2 separate regions of the Mus musculus genome follow, and region 2 is linked to region 1. A link is a contact called in public HiChIP or PLAC-seq data. All regions are on one chromosome and are shown on one strand. The core of a region is the stretch at or near the end of the contact, and the rest is flanking DNA. Distances in the headings are between cores, read along the strand shown.

The links. HiChIP or PLAC-seq counts read pairs in DNA pulled down with a chosen protein or histone mark.
Region 2: an H3K4me3 HiChIP or PLAC-seq map of bone marrow-derived macrophages shows a contact between it and region 1, with 5 times the contacts expected there. The contact joins two enhancer-like sites. A contact is called at or near these places in 2 of 115 datasets of contacts at active chromatin or transcription factors (astrocytes and bone marrow-derived macrophages) and 1 of 9 other capture datasets (embryonic stem cells).

What each region holds. Positions count from the first base shown.
Region 1 is chr16:15,888,243-15,891,816 of GRCm38.p6, forward strand. It overlaps Cebpd (CCAAT/enhancer binding protein (C/EBP), delta), which reads left to right. Exons shown (of 1, transcript NM_007679.4): 1 at 1-1,303. Spidr (scaffolding protein involved in DNA repair) reads right to left here. Exons shown (of 20, transcript NM_146068.4): 20 at 982-1,543. The coding sequence ends at 1,388. Among named protein-coding and RNA genes, the nearest start is that of Cebpd, 2.7 kb to the left of the region's middle. Within about 2 kb of position 1,894, at least 68 of the 459 cell types and tissues checked have an H3K27ac peak or open chromatin away from gene starts, as enhancers often do. A contact at or near this core is called in bone marrow-derived macrophages, where this site is marked.
Region 2 is chr16:16,553,011-16,556,584 of GRCm38.p6, forward strand. The region is part of intron 1 of Fgd4 (FYVE, RhoGEF and PH domain containing 4); the gene reads right to left. Among named protein-coding and RNA genes, the nearest start is that of Fgd4, 45 kb to the right of the region's middle. Within about 2 kb of position 1,546, at least 13 of the 459 cell types and tissues checked have an H3K27ac peak or open chromatin away from gene starts, as enhancers often do. A contact at or near this core is called in bone marrow-derived macrophages, where this site is marked.

The DNA.
Region 1 (3,574 bases), core at 644-3,143:
GCTGCAGCTTGGGCACTGGACTGCGAGAGAAGCTATATTAATCTTTCCCCTTAAATTATTTTTTATAATGGTAGCATTTTCTACGTCTTATTACCATTGCAGCTAAGGTACATTTGTAGAAAAGACATTTCCGACAGACTTTTGTAGATAAGAGGAAGAGACTGCGCATGCTTTTTATATTCATTTTTACAGTATTTGTAAGAATAAAGAAGCATTTAAATCGCTGCAGCTTCCTATGTTCATTCTCTCCCGCACACAACATACTGAGACTTCACCAGGGAAAAGCAAGCACCTGGGAGCCACCCGACCAGGTGCGTTGCCCACACGGGGTAAGGAGATGGACGCGTTTCCTCGCGGTCTCTATTGCCCGCGGAAGGAACACGGGAAAGCATGACTAATTCATGTGTGTGATCCCAGAGTAGGCTGACCTGGGGCGGAGAACAGTTGGCCTAACTTTTAGGTGGTTGCCGAAGGGTGAGGGGGTGGAAGAGAGCTGGGAGTCTGAAACTTGATTCCTCGTTGCCTCTACTTTCCTCAATCTAGGGACAACGTGTAGATTTAAAAATGTGTACCAGTACAAATTAATATCCTAGTATATAAAAAGGGCAGCCCCAAAAGCCAGTAATTGTAATGTTTGCGGGCTTAACCCCCCCCCCCCCCAAAGCTATGTGCCTTTCTACTAAGATACTGGTTGTTCCAACCCCTTCCCTGATCTGCACGGCCTGTTGTACAGAAAACACAAACCCTCCAGGGTCTAAATACATAGCTTTGTTTGTAATTCAAATCCCTGCCCAAAGTGCAGGCTTGTGGACTGCTGTGAGTCTGTGATCTTTGCCCTCTGCAGTTCTTCAGGGTCTCTGACAGGTGGGCAGTGGAGTAAGGTACAGAAATTTCTCTTTTATACAGCTCTCCTCACACCCAACATTGTATGGGTGACAGTGCCACCTCTGGCAGCTCCCAGAACACTAAAACCACAAAGTGTTTAGGTTGGACATTTATTTATTGTAACAGAACAGTAATATTTCAATATGAGATACTGGCTGAAGCTTTACAGAACAATCTAGCAGAGAATATTAGATACTGCAAAGAAAAAACATATATAATATTGATAAATTGTAACTACTTTAAAGCTACAACAAAGCACATTTCCTAAGCCCAAGTAGCTGCAAAATGAAGACACAGAAGACATGAGAAACACTCAAAGAAACATGTTATCAAACTTGTAGGAAGGTAAAGTTTAAAAAAATGTGTATTAGAGGTATCTTGATTTTTAATTTAAAACTATCCTATTAATCTCTTTACCAGAAAAAAGAAAGAAAAGAAACCCACTAAATTTAAAAACAGAAACACTGAGTTAACACACAGCCCCTTGCCAAGCGCACAGATGTCAGGGAGGAGGCTGAGCAGCAGTGGCTCCCTCTGTACTCAGCAGCTCAATCTCTTCCAGGGTGACGACACAGCTGCTCTGCTGTGTAGTGATGGACTGGACAAAGCAGAGTAAAGGTCCCATCTCCTTCCCAAGGACGCTCTCCACTTCATAACTCTGCAGTGATAGAAGCATTCTGGTTAAAGCAAACAGCCCTGGGTTCCTGGACATTTTGTTCCCAACAACGATGCCACAGCCAGGACAAAGGTCCTTCCTTTCATAAGCTGCAGCCTTCCTTCCAACGGAAAAGGCTTTGGGGTGGGAGTTGGGGTATGTGGATTATAAAAATCCCCTTTATCAGAGCAAAATAAACTACTTTATTATGATAATTGAGTCTGGCAGTTTTTAGTGGCTGCCTGGATAAACTGGCCTAGGACAGGATTTGGAAGACAATATGCAGAGGAAGTACTGCTCTTCCATGGGGGCTGGGCTTTTGGCTTGCATATGTCTCCCACTTCCTTTGGGGACACTTCCCCAATCTAGCAACACTTGTGGCCAAAGGATTTCCTGGTGCTTGCCCCAGACTTCCCTCTTCAATTAGATTCCATTTCTTCTTGAGTTACATTGGGGTAAACATTTCTGTTTGTGCTCTAGTAATGTGACTGGAGGTTTTATCCACATAGTTAATCTTGGGAGATTTTCACCTCCAGACACAGACACAGGTACTGGGCAGCAGCATCTGTCCCTGGTGTGGCTGTGCCCTGGCTAGGCTTTTATGGATCTAACTGCAGAGTATTTTCAGTGAGTGTAGGGCTAAAAATAAAAATGCAAATTTGAGGAGACTGCAGAAGTGATGGCCAGCCTAGAGAGGACTGCAATGGGCACTATAGCCTGTCCTCTGGACGGGGCAGCTGACAAGGAACTCAGGTCAGCTACGGCCAAGGAGCTGGACAGCTGGAGAGGGCAGAGAATGTAGCTAGCACAGCTTTGGGTTCCTAGGGTATCTACCCGTGACCAGAGTTTGATCCCAGGTCTGGGCTAGACGTACCGACTATGTTCTCAAATTTAGGTCTGGGACATAGTGCAGTGGAAGGGACATAGAGATGTCTTAAGCTCAGTTAGGAAAGTTGGCCAGCCCAGTCAGGGCCTGTGAGGAAGTTGGGCCAACAGCCCTGGCTGGGCAGGCTTCTGTGGCTACAGCCTTGTCTTGAGGGTACCAGTTGATGCCCAGTGGGGCAGAGATGAACCATGCCAATGAAGCCCAGAGTGGACTGTATAGAGAATGCCTGTGTGGAGTGTGCTGGGTGCTTTGTTTTGCAGAGTCATCGTCAGGATCAGTTGGGATGTGAGCATGACATATACTGACTCGATTTTCCAACGTAGCTTACTTAATACTTTGCAAATAAACAAGGTCTACACTGTGGTTCAATAGCCTCATGGAAAAATGAGAACTGCTGGTCCAGAGAGGAAGACTGGATACTTCGCAGGTGCTTCTCTGCAGGTTCACTGTGTGAATGGCAAGCTCACAGTTTGCTTGACAGTGAGATCTGGAGAGAGTGCTAGGACCAGGTCATCATTAGGAGAATTGGCAGGAGAACGACAGAGGAGGGACAGCTAAGAACTTCAGTGCCTCTTACTATTTTCCTTAACCAATGCTGTGTAAGCACGAAAGCGATGATCCCAGCATCCCCATGGTCTTCTCTGGAAAGAGGATGGATTTTTTTCGTTTCTTTTGAGTCAAGCTCCCATGGGATGTAGCTCAGGCTAACCTAAAGCTTGCTATATAGCTGAGGACAACCTTGAGTTCCTGATTCTCCTGCCTTACCCCTCAGGTGCTGGGGTTATAGGTGTGAGATACCACACCCAGCTTAAAAGTATGTAATTGGGATTTCATAAACATCTGTGAAAAATCCTTTCATTGTAAAATGTTAGGTTTAGCTCTATCACCTAGGAGTGGACCTTAAACCCATGTTTTATACTCATAAATCATATGGATGTTTTATACTCATAAATCAACATGTGGCCAGGCATGGTGGCGCACGCCTTTAATCCCAGCACTCAGGCGGCAGAGGCAGGCGGATTTCTGAGTTCGAGGCCAGCCTGGTCTACAGAGTGAGTTCCAGGACAGCCAGGGCTACACAGAGAAACCCTGTCTCAAAAAACCAAAAACAAAAAAAACCCCAAAAAACAAAAACAAACAAATAAAAA
Region 2 (3,574 bases), core at 296-2,795, 660 kb after region 1:
GACATGTGATGAGAAATGAAGCTTTGGAGTCAAACATGGGATTCAACTCTACGTCCTGTGTCACCAGTATTAGCTAATGATATTTCATTAGCATTCAAGAATTAGAATTAGAATTCAACAGCATTCAAGCTGTTCTCAACACTTCTTTATCTTTCAACACTACTCACATGTCCAATTAATTGCTAAGTCCTAATAATTTTACTGAAAGCTCTGTCCCTTCTTCTATGTCCTTGTATCACTGCCTTAATTCTGATGACCTATCATCTCACTGCTCACTGGGTCCACTGCTCATGGCTTTGCACCCTCCACAGTGCACCCTCCACAGAACAGCCAAGGTCATAGCTCTAGAATATACACAGGACTGCAATGCTCACCAATCTCAGTGAGTTCATTCCACAAGCTCCCACCCACAAGACATGGCTTACAGCAATAAAAGCTGGTACTCTATCCTCTAGTTCCTAACTATTGCACTCTTACACCCAATCTCATCAGTCTTATATTGCAAACCTGTATTATTCTTTTGCAACTTTGACCTTTTATGTATGTTCGTCTGATATTAGAAGTCTTTAACCACCTAGCAAATCTCATATTACTCTTAAGAGACAGTGTATAGCTGTCTCAAAAGTGACATCTTTCTGATTGTGAACAGGGCATGATCCCGTTTTTCTCTCTGTGCAGCCATAGCACCTTCCCATACCATTGCACTGTTATTTAAGAACCTTGTGTTGATACATTTCAGTTACTAAAGTGAGATTATTGAGGGCAAGACTATTTTTATTTCTCTATCATAGCCATGAAAACTAATCCATCTAACTTTGATGTGGAAAGATTCCATTTGATCTGCTCAATACTAGAAGTTTTATGCAAATATCATGTCCTTCAATTATGTTAAAGTAGAAAAGTCAGCTTTATTAAAAAAGTTTTGATGGTGAGGTCAGCTTACTCTTTATGGAGTTGTGTCATTTTTTTTCAAGAGAAAAGAATGTCTGCAGCACAACTTCACATTAGTGCCAACCAGGTTCAGACACACACTTTTCTCCCAGATTATAGAGTTTGGTTTTGGTTTTAATATGGTATAGTAATATCTGAAGGTTAAACAAGCAGGCCAGTTTTACAGTACAGCTTGTCAGTGCATTGCTGCCATAATTTAACACAGTCACTGCTGTGGTTTAAATGTGAAAAGTCCACCCTAGGGCTAGTGTCTGAGTACATGGCCCCCAGCTGGCGGCTCTCTTTGCTGGAGGATGTAGGACACAGGCTCTGAAGCTTCACAGCTTGAGTCCCCTTCCTAGTTCAGCTCTGCTGCCTGACTGCCAGGTTGGTTGCATGCTCCTGCTGTCATGCCTTCCTCTCCATGGTGGACTATGTCTCTCTGGAATGGAGCTAAAATAAGCCTCTTGTCCCTTCAGATGCTTTGGTCATAGCAACAGGAGAGAAAAAAAGACAACCGCAGGACATAAAAACTATGGCTCAGTGTCCTACAGTTTTTCCAGCAAGCATTATCTGCCTTCAAGATATGAATCACTGCCTGCTGCTTAATTCCACACACTGAAGACTTCTGCATTATTGTGCATGCTTCCACAAAAGTTATGTGGCTTATATCATGGGATCCTCCTCTATCACTTAACTAAGCATCTTAAAAATAATCTCTGCAGAGTAAGCTGAATTTTGCTAACACAGTATTAGGATAGTGAAGCACTTCACAAGCCATTTAGTTCCATAGTCACCTGGTGCAATTTTTATCAGACTACAAATGGTAATGATAGTTTTGTTTTGTTTTTTTAACAAATCACCCTACTTTAAAAATAGTACAGCATATGTAGCAGAAGATTGCCTAGTCAGATATCATTGGGAAGAGAGGCCCCTTGGTCTTGCAAACTTTATATGCCCCAGTACAGGTGAACGCCAGGGCCAAGAAGTAGGAGTGGGTGGGTAGGGAAGCAGGGCAGGGGGAGGGTATAGGGGACTTTCAGGATAGTGTTTGAAATGTAAATAAAGAAAATATCTAATAAAAATTGGAAAAAAATATTTCATTCAGAATGACTATCTTTAAGAAAATAAATGGCAGATGCCTTCAAGAGAGAGAGATGGGCCTTACACAGTGTTAGTAGGATTGTTAAGTTAACAACTGTGGAAATCAGTATGAAGGTTCTTCAAAAACTAAAAATAGAATGTCCATGTGACTGAAAAGAAAATAAAAATAGCACAATTATTAGGGAGTTTATTAAGGTTCTTATTACTATATATCTCTAGTGAAAACACAAAATAGCCTCTTATAATCACTAATTAAAGAGGCTTATCTTTATTACCCAATTTTAATTTGCCTATAAGCTTTTATATTTATCATAAATTTCTGTAAAACCATTATTAATAATTTAGAATTCACAAAAAATTGTAAAGAAGCAAAGTCCATCTTCCAATCAAACTTAAACTACTTAAGTTGAACTAGATATGTTTTGCAGGGACATAAGGCAGCTGCATATGAGAAAGAGCATGCTCAAAGGTGCCCTCTGGTGTGGTGTGGATATGTATGGAGTGCTAGAGGAGAGAGAGACTACAAAGTAGGTGCTGCCTTGATTCCTCCTGGTCATTGTGATTCCAAATGTGAGCCCTCAGCACACTGAGCTTAATTCTACACTTACCTAAAATATAGCACAGCTTCTTAATTCAAGCAATATAATCATTTTATCTCACACAGAGTAGGATTCACACCCACTGTGTTGGACTTTGACAAGATTAATTTACACAGCTATGCCTTCCTAAGGAATTTCTCAAGGACATTTCTGACTACACAAGTTTCACTTTGTGTGTTGACTATAGAATATGAATACCAAGAATAAGATATGGCCTTCAACTCACTGCAATCCTCGTCCCCTAGCCTTCTGAGTATTGATATTACAAGTGTGAGTCATGATGCCTGGCTTTGTCCTGGACTTAAAAATGCTGACTGTTCAAACCCACTGCCCTGAAATATCTTCTCAAGCATGTTGATCAACATCTTGGTTTGAAAAGAACACATACACAGCACTAAGTTATGAAAGAAAATGGATCAGCAGTGCTCGTCCATAGCGCAATGGACTAGCTGCATTTTTCTTGTTTGTGTTTGGGAGAAGGGGCGATCATGTGAAAGAACACGCTGAGGAAATGGGTTCCCTTCGATCATTTGAATAGCCCAGGGATCAGTCTTCAGTCCTCAAGACTGGTAGTAAGCATCTTTAACACCCCCCTTCGGGCCCCCAAACAATCTCCTCACCAGCCCTTTAGCAAGACTTTTATATAATCCTATTGATTGTACCCTCCATCTTCTCCCCATAAAGTGAGGACAACACACCCATTGAATTGAATTACATGTGGTTGTCTTATGATTTAATGTTTTCCACTTAAATGAGACTTTTTTATATAAACAATTCTCGATTATCTAATCTAAAGCCTACTGCCCCCAACCCCTCAGTATGTATCTGTCTCCACAGAACTGACACTGCTTAAAGTTCACTTATTTTTTTACTTTTATTATGTCTTATCCCTCTTTTATAGGAATTTCACTAATGGCCTTGCACCTACTACTAAATCCTGC